Linked DNA regions of Mus musculus: region 2 is linked to region 1. Evidence: chromatin contacts called from public promoter capture Hi-C data. All regions are on one chromosome and are shown on one strand. Each heading gives the region's core, a stretch centred on a gene start, on an enhancer-like site or on the middle of the called end of the contact. The rest is flanking DNA. Distances are from core to core; before and after follow the strand shown. Region 1 holds the start of Vgf (VGF nerve growth factor inducible). Region 2 holds the start of Hspb1 (heat shock protein 1).

Region 1 (4,722 bases), core at 352-2,851:
ATCCTTGCTGAAGCAGGCGCTCTCCTGCCTCGGAGCCGCCCAGGAATGAGCCCTCGAGCCGGCGCACCTTAGGGAAGGGGCCACCTAGACTTTGATACGCCTTGGATAAGGGTGTCAAAGTCTCACCTAAATGTGTTTTAGGGGAGGACACTCCTTCCCCGAACTGATGAGTTTCGGGAAGGGGAGCGCTTTCGGACATTCGAGCCTGGAATTGGGAAGGGACCGGGGGCGGAAGAGGAGCGCGCTCCGGAACGCGCGCCTGGAACTCTCCCCAGGAAGCGCGCCACACGCGCTCTGGCCCGGGGCTCTCCAGATTGACTCGGGTCAGCGTGTGCGTGCGGGTTTCAGTCTCTGCTGCCGCCGTCTCTTGTTGGCGCTTAGCATTGCTCGGACTGAAATCTCGAAGTTCTTGGAGCAAGGATGCTAGCGCCTCCAGCTCTTCTGAGCGGTCGTCCTCCTCGGGATCGCGGTCCTGAGTCTGAGGGCGAGGGGGGGCCACAGCGGGCGCTTGGATTTCTGGTGCCGGGAGGCTATGGGTCTGACTGCGCACGGACTCGGTCAGCAGAGCTTCTGCTGCTTCTTCGGGTGTTCCCTGCTGGGAACCTCCCGGGACCGACGGGGGCGAGGCCGGACGGTCCAGTGCCTGCAACAGTACCGAGGCCAGCGCCCGGGGATCCACGCCCTGGAAGAGCTCTCCCTGGTCCTGAGGCTCGGGATTCCGAGCAGCTCGGACCTCTGGTACGCCGTCATCCTTTGGCCGGGACACTGCGTCCTCAGCTACCTGCCCATTATGCTCAGAGCTGAGGGGAGGAGGAAAAACATCGGGGCGCCCGGGGGGCGCTGCTCCCAACCCCTGGATCAGTAGAAGGAAGCAGAAGAGGACGGATGCCGGCAACGTGAAGGTTTTCATGACCAACGGGCTGCCAGAGACTGAAAAATAGAAGAAATCAAAGAAATAGAGGATTTCTATAAGAACTCCCCGCTTTCTATTTCTGCTTTCCCTCCCCCCACCTTTAAGCAGGAAATCCGGGGTTTCCCTCATTTCTCTAACCTTACCCGAAAAGAAACGTTTAGCAGAGAACAAGAAAGATGTGGCGATCTCTGGGGTCGTGCAAATGGGCAGAGAACGCCCGCAATCCTCCTTCTGGGTACCCAGTACCTCCTGTCGCCCCCTTCCCTAAGTCATCTCTCAGCCAGCGCCCGCGTACTAAGCAGCAATGATAAGCGGGAGGGGGGATCTGTTCCCTCCCCACAGGACTCCCCGGATGGTGCGTGGGTGACTTCATCAGCGACAAAAAAGCAGAGACTCCCCTTTTACCAAAGACCCTTCCCGGGGGCACACCGCTATGCTCTCAATACCCCATATGGAAAGAAAATCCTCCCTTCACGCCCACGAGTGAAGAGGGTTGGAGGGATGGACAGCGGAGTATTTACCAGCCGGTGTCACGACGGCGGGAGGTGGAGAGGAGGGTCGGGGCAGGGGGAAAGTCGGGACCGGTCCGCCTTGGCTCTGTTCCGTGGCTGGAGTATGAGCGATGGTCGAGGGCTGGCGTCCTAGAAGCTGGGCTCAGCTGGGTCAGCAACAGCGCTCTCGCTCCGGCTTCAGCACGCTGGACAGCGCCCGCGCCGCCTCTGCCTTATAAAGGGGAGCGCGCGGGGTCACGTGGGATAGCCCCGCCCCATTGACGTCAATGTTCATTCATGGGGAAGCGGGCGGGTGTCTGGTGGACGGTGAAAGTCCAATGATTGGAGGATAAGCGTCGCTCCCGGCCTGCACCTGCGCAGTAGGGCCCTCGGCTAGAGGGGCGTGCGCTAGCCGAGCTCCGGGAAATGAATGAATGAATGAATGAATGAAATGTCGAGGCGGGCGGGGCAGGGGGCTATGAATGAATGAAGGAGGGACGAGGAGAAAAGGATGAATGAATGAATGTAAAAATGAATGGAAGGGTGGGTACAGAGGAACCAGAAGGCGGGAGGGTGGGTTACAAAGCACTTGCGGCGCGGAGCCTGCGTTGCTGAGCAGAATAGGAAGAGGGCACCGCCAGCATCTAATTGGGCGCCAGTAAAAGATCAGTACTGGATGGGGGGACGGTAAGGGTTTGAAAGGGGAAGGGGCCTGGCTCCCTACTCCGCCACAGTATGGTCTATAGGGAGCACGCCCAAGGACAACTTGAACCTGAGAGGAGGGGGTGGATTTGCGGTGCGGGATGCCCGCCCAGGGTCAGCGCAGATGGGTGGATCTTGCGGTTTGGGTAATCACCTTGGAAAGGGTCCTAGTCGAGAGAGAAAAGGGAAAGATTGACGATGTGTGTGCCTTTGGGTCGTGTCTGTTCAAACCAGTTCGTGTCTGAAGGGGTTGGGGAAAAAAAGGTGTGTCTGTCCTTCTGGCCAGCGGGCTCTGCTGTGGCTGTTAGGGGGTTCCTGTTGTGCCCCCTTTTAATCCAACTCTCCCACACCCTTCAGCCTGTCTCCCTCTCCCCCACAGCCCCCACCCAAGGACATTTGGAGGGCGAGAGCAGACCAGGTGGGGAGGGGGTTGAGCAGGTGGAGAGGGTGACTCAACTCCATTTCTCTCTACCGCTTAAAGGGGAGGTCTGAACGCGACCGGGGGGGGGGGGTGAATTGCAACGTCAGAGATGGACCCTCTCAGCCATCAGACCCTTCGACCGTATCTCCTGCCCAGAGGGGTTGGGGCTGGGGGCTTGGACAGTTAGAGGTTCCGGGAGTGGGGGGCGATGACGCAGAGATTGCGCAGAAAATCTATCAGCCAGCCGGGTCCAGTGAAGGGAGACCAGACGTGGGCGGGGGTGGGATGGGAGGACGGAAATGGGGAGGGGGTAGAGGAGAGGGAAAGGTGGCCCCGGGAGCTGCTACTGCAGGAATGAAGGGGAGGGAGGAAGGCTGGAGGGGGCTGCGGTGCAGGCGGAGAGCAGTGCGGGGGCGTGGGCAGGGAAAGGGGGGGGACAATGACACACACCAGACACACAAGGACTGCGGACACAGGGGTGCTTATAGGCACACGCAAAGCCCCCCCGCACCCTGACACTTTGGAAACCAGAATGGGGAGGGCATCTGGAGGGTCTCAGAACCTCTTTCAGAGTCAGCCCCCTCATACCATCCTGTTACTGACCCTCATTTTAAGCCCCTAGCTCGTGCACGCGCGAGGGCGCGCGCGCGGGCACACACACACACACACACACACACACACACACACTCACGTGCTTTCTCTCTATAACCAGCAGTGGCTTCTCCCTTCCATCAGTGGCTTGACTTTCCCAGAAGAAACCCCATCAGCTCTGCAGAGAAAAGGTGGGGTGAGAGAGGAAAGAGAAGAGAGATGGGGACAGGGGGATGGAAGGAAAAGAACCTGAAGCAGGTTGAAGAAGCAGGCTAAAGGAGAGAGAAAGAAAAATAAATAAACAAACTTGAGAACCAAGGTGACAGTGGATATTCCAAAGAATGGAGGGAGGGGTGCCTAAAGACACACCAACAACAACAACAACAACAAAAACAACAGCACAGCAGCATCTGACACCCCTCCACACACAACTGTGGCTAGACCCTCCTTCCCTTTTCCCTCCCCATCTTTCTTCATCTTCTCAGCCTGGTTCCCTGGAGCCGTGGGCTGGGGGGGGGGGGGTCACGTTATCCTCCTTATGGAAGGTGAATCAGAAAGCTGGTGGTTCAGAGAGGGGGAGGGGAAACCTTTAGAGAGAGAAGGGAGGGGGAGAGAGCTCGACAAAAGGACTGCCTGATGGGAGTGAGAATCTAAGTTTGAGTTCCAGGGAAAGGAGATGGACACACTAAAGGAACCCTATACCTGTGTGCTTGCATGCATACACAAGCACCCTCATGTTGCATATACGCGTGTGTGCTTCTCTGGACAGAGATTAAAAGGACCTAAAGCAGAGAAGAAAAGGAGAAGAAACAGGGAGAAGCACGTGAAGACTGGGTGGATATGGCCCCAGTTTAAATGGAGGGAGAGACTTCTCTTGCAGTTTGCCACTTGTGTGACTGTTGGCACATCAGTGAAATTCTAATCTCTTGGGATTGTAGACACATCTGTGATGTTTGGGGTCTTTGTATGCACTCAGATCTGGTGCCTGGCTTTGAGTGTGTGTGTGTGTGTGTGTGTGTGTGTGTGTGTGTGTGTGTGTGTGTGTGTGTGTGTCTTTGTGAATTCCTAGAGCTCCTTTACTGCCTATTGGAGTGTGTCCATGCCTATGTGGTGAACTTCTCTGCATTTTAACATTTTCTTGCATTTTAACATTTTCTTGCATTTTAACATTTTCTTGCATTTTAACATTTTCCTGCATTTTAACATTTTCTTGCATTTTAACATTTTCTTGCATTTTAACATTTCTTGTTCCTCTTATTCTCTATAAATCTCGGGACATTACATCTCATAATTGAAGCCACTTCTCTGCAGCCCCCACATCCTAATCCCTGGTTCTTGGGGACATTCCCTATTTCTCTATCACCAGTCCCAACTCCCCACCCTTACTTTTTTGGAAAGCCAAGGAACTGCTCAAAAACTCGTATCTCAAGACTCTTGGTCATCCTAGGGTGGAGGTGGGCAAGGTAGAAGGCAACCAGATCCCAAAGGCGACAGGTTTGGCGATTTTGTTGCATAGGCATGGACCCCTCCTGCCTTCCTGCTCTTGGGGATCTCTCTCCCTGGTCCCTAGGTCAGCTCATTCCCACATCATACTTCGCCTCCCA
Region 2 (4,497 bases), core at 37-2,536, 1.1 Mb after region 1:
CCCTCCTGACCCGGGGCTCTTCGCCCTCCGCCCTGGGTCCGCTCCCCCTCCCCCCCACCTCCCCGCCCTCCATGCAAGGAATCAGAACTCACGTGTATTTCCGGGTGAAGCACCGAGAGATGTAGCCATGTTCGTCCTGCCTTTCTTCGTGCTTGCCTGTGGGTGGGGACAGAAGGTCAGAAGCAGCCCTCTGCTGTCCTAGCTAAGGAGTGGCTGGGACCCCCCAGGGAGGCAAACAAACCCGAGTGCGGCGGGGTGCCTGACTGTCTGGAATCTTAAAACTTTCCAGAAACTTCCCTTCTGAGATTTGGGATGCGAAGGGCTTGGCTCTGACCCAGACTTGGATACCAGGGTAGGTATACTCAAAGCCTCTGCGGCTGGGTCTAGGGACCCTGATCCTGCCGCTTGCTTATTTGGGAATGAGGTCTTCCAGAAGGTGTGTTGGGTCTTCCTTCATTTTGTTTCTGTGCTGCGGGTGGAACGCAAAGCCTCAAGGCCTCCCGGCAGGCCAGGCGAAGCTCTACCCTGAGCTACATCCCCAGCTGTTGGTCCATATCATCGAAGATGACAGAGCTTTTAAGAGCAACCTGCACCCCGCGTTCCGGGGCAAGAGAAGCAGGCAAAGGAGAATGATGCGGGCTCCGGGTCCCTAGGTTCATTTCTAACTTCTCAGGGTTCTATTCCTCAGGGTTTCAGCCCCCACCCTCAGCCCCCCAGCCACCACTCTCGCCTCGGCAGCTTCGTCCCCTCTGGGCACAAGGGAAACTCACCAGTGATCTCCACCACGCCTTCCTTGGTCTTCACTGTGAGCTCCTCCGGAGCGAAGTGGTTGACGTCCAGGGACACGCGCCAGCGATCAGCCGTCTGTCGGATCTCCGAGACCCCGCTGCTGAGCTGTCGGTTGAGCGCTCGGCTGAAGGCTGGTGCGGCCAGGGTCACCGCCGCGGGGCCCTCGGCGGTCGCGGCGGGCAGCGGGCGCACGTATCCGGGCCACCCAGCGGCGCTGAACCACTGCGACCACTCATCGGGCAACCGGGGCACCCCGAAAGCTTGATCGAAGAGGCGGCTGTGTGCAGGGTACCAGTCCCGGAATGGTTCCCAGCTCGGGCTCCGCAGCAGCGAGAAGGGCACGCGGCGCTCGGTCATGTTCTTGGCTGGTCAAGGCTGAGGATCTAGAAGCACTGGGCTGAGGATCCGAGAAGTGCCGGACTGGAGCCCCAGCGTGCTTTTATGTGTGCCCAGCCGGGTATTTTTAGCAGGCGGTGCTTCAGGTCTCTATTAATGGCAATGACCGTCTCAGGGGCCGCCCCTCGCCGCCCCTCCCCTCTGCATTCCTCCCCCTAAGCTTGCAAAGGGGGCGGGCAGGCGGGGCCAGGAAGGTTCTGCCCCCATCTGGAAACTTCTCTTGTTGAAGAAAACAAATGACGGCGTAATACCGGTAGCTGGAGCGATTCCCACTGTCGGGTTTAGGACACTGCTGGCTGAAGGGCGGTGGCCTGGGGCCAGCCCCATTTTTTATTGAGAATAACCAGGAGAGGTTAGGTCTTTTGTGTCGCAACTGGGAAGCAACTGAACCTGGTCTGAACCAGAAGGAGGCCCGTGGGAACACACATGTCATGGCACACCTGTGGAGGTCTCATGACACCGGCAAGATAGCTGTCTTCTATAGTGTATCTCCTGGGGAGCAAAGGCTTCGTGGCAGGCGCCTTAGTGTTCACTGAGTATCTTTCTGACCCAGAAACTGACTTTCTTTCTTCTTTCTCTCTTTCTCTCTCCTCTCTCCTCTCTCTCTCTCTCTCTCTCTCTCTCTCTCTCTCTCTCTGAAGTAGGATTTTTCTTTTTTTATTTTGATGCTTTTTTTTTGTTTTGTTTTGCTTTGCTTTTTTTTTTTTTTTTTTTTTTTTTTTTCTGAAGACAATGTTTCTCTGCATAGCCCTGGTTGTCCTGGAACTCACTTTGTAGACCAGGCTGGCCTCGAATTCAGAAACCCGCCTGCCTCTGCCTCCCAAGTGCTGGGATTAAAGGTGTGCATCACCACCGCTGGGCTATTTGATGCTTTTTTTTTTTTTTTTTTTTTTGGTTTTTCGAGACAGGGTTTCTCTGTATAGCCCTGGCTGTCCTGGAATTCACTTTGTAGACCAGGCTGGCCTCGAACTCAGAAATCCACCTGCCCGTGCCTCCGGAGTGCTGGGATTAAAGGCGTGCCCCACCACACCCGGCCGCTTTTTTTTTTTATTATATATATATATATATATATATATATATATATATATATATATATAATGTGTATCAGTGTTTTGCCTACATGAATGTCTGTGTGAGAGTGTTAGATCTTGAGTTACAGAGAGTATCAGAAATTGGAATGCCAGGTGGGTGCTAGAATTTGAACCTGGATACTTGTACTGGCTGGTTTAGTGTCAAATTGATACAAGCTGGAGTTATCACAGAGAAAGGAGCCTCCTTTGAGGAAATACCTCCATGAGATCCAGCTATAAGGCATTTTCTCAATTAGAGATCGGGGGGGGGGGGGCATTGTGGGTGGAGCCATTCTTGGGCTGGTAGTCTTGGTTCTATAAGAGAGCAAGCTGGGCCAGGTGGTGGTGGTGCACGACTTTAATCCCAGCACTTGGGAGGCAGAGGCAGGTGGGTTTCTGAGTTCGAGGCCAGCCTGGTCTACAGAGTGAGTTCCAGGACAGCCAGGGCTATACAGAGAAACACTGTCTAGAAAAGACCCCCCCCCAAAAAAAAAGAGAGAGAGAGAAAGAGAGCGAGAGAACAAGCTGAGCAAGCCAGGGGAAGCAAGCCAGTGAGAAACATCCCTCCATGGCCTCTGCATCAGCTCCTGCTTTCTGACCTGCTTAATTCCAGTCCTGACTTCCTTTGGTGATGAACAGCAATGTGGAAAGTGTCCGCTGAATAAACCCTTTCCTCCCCAACTTGCTTCTTGGTTATGATGTTTGTGCAGGAATAGAAATCCTGACTAAGACAGTACTATAGGAAGGGCAGGCAGTGCCTCTAACCATTAGACCATCTCTCAGGAGACATCGAACCTGGAACCTGCAAGCTGGATGAGTAGGTATCCCCTAGTATCCTCCTGGTTCTGCAACTGCCCCACCCCAGCGCTTGCTCGGACAGGAGGCACAGGCCACACTCAGCTCTTTTTTGGTTTTGTTTTCTGTGTGGTTGTGGCTGTTCTAGAACTCTTTAGACTAAGCTGGCCTGGATCTCACAGATTGGCCTGCCTCTTCCTCCAGAGAGCCCGGCTTAAAGGCAAGCAGCATCACATGGGGCCACCCTCAGTTTTTATGTGGGTTGCTGTGTGTTAAGTACAAAAGAAACTGGGGTCAAAGGGCTATCTGTGGTGTCTATTAGCATACCAAAGAGCACCCTGGCCTGGGGGCTCATGGCAATAGGAATACTCTTCTCAGCCCTTCTCACCCTGTCCCTTACCCCAAACTTCTCCAGCTCTTGGGGCTCCCCTCTCCCAGCTTCTCATCCCTGTATGTGCTCTCTTGGTCCTCTCTTCCTCATCCCTCTCTCTTGGTCCTCTCTCCCTCATCTCTCTCTTGGTTCTCTCTCTCTCTCTCACATCCCTCTCTCTTGGTTTTCTTTGCCTCATCTCTCTTTGCTTTGTTTGTTTTTTGTTTTTTTGAGACAGGATTTCTCTGTATAGCCCCTGCTGTCCTGGAACTCACTCTGTAGACCAGGCTGGCCTCGAACTCAGAAATCCGCCTGCCTCTGCCTCCCGAGTGCTGGGGTTAAATGCGTGTGCCACCACCACCCGGCTCTCTCTCAACTATTGTCCATGCCCAATCTGCCCGCCATATCAGTTCTGGACTCTTGCAGATGCCCCCGGCTGTACTCTCTCATCATGTCCTCGGTTTATACACTGCGGACCCAAACTCAGTCCCCATGCTTGCGCAGTCAGTTCTTTATCCACTTTGGGATCTTCCGAGGCCCTTGTTTGTTTTGTTTTCTGTTCCTTTGGTTTTGTCCTTTGTTTGATTGTTTGTTTTGTTTTTTGAGAATATGGTCTCATGTAGCCCCGAGTAGTCTAGAATTCTCTAAGTAGCCAGGAATGACTCTAATTCCTGATCTTCCTGTTTGTATCTCTGAAGTGCTGGGATCATAGTCACTTGCCACCACATACAACAGGAATGTCGTATTAAACAGCCTGGTGGGCTCATTGGGAGAGTCAGTTCCCAGACCACCAGACTGCTTGAGTTTCTCTGGTTCTGTGGCCCGGTGGGGGAGTCTGTAAAAGTTACATTCTCCATTCTTTACTCTCCCTCGGCAAGATGGGAATGACGAGGCTGCTAATAATGCTGATGTCACCGGGCAGGCATGAGAGTCAGTGACATCATATAAGTGAAGATGTAGCCCAGGGCCTGGTGAGTCATAGTTAATTATTGGTTCCTTGTTATCCACCTTGGTTATCCGTCACTAGGGTTGAGCCTTCCCTATCCCTTAGGGGGGTGGACCTGACAACGGAGGCTG

Evidence for each region. Capture Hi-C pulls out chosen DNA fragments and counts their contacts.
Region 2: a contact with region 1 is called in a promoter capture Hi-C map of liver. The contact joins the promoter of Hspb1 here to the promoter of Vgf in region 1. A contact is called at or near these places in 1 of 39 promoter capture datasets (liver), 1 of 115 datasets of contacts at active chromatin or transcription factors (pancreatic cancer cells) and 1 of 9 other capture datasets (liver).

Annotation. Positions count from the first base shown.
Region 1 is chr5:137,027,174-137,031,895 of GRCm38.p6, reverse strand. Vgf (VGF nerve growth factor inducible) reads right to left here and starts at 1,601. Exons shown (of 2, transcript NM_001039385.1): 1 at 1,435-1,601; 2 at 1-930. The coding sequence starts at 910.
Region 2 is chr5:135,884,708-135,889,204 of GRCm38.p6, reverse strand. Hspb1 (heat shock protein 1) reads right to left here and starts at 1,286. Exons shown (of 3, transcript NM_013560.2): 1 at 771-1,286; 2 at 93-156. The coding sequence starts at 1,146.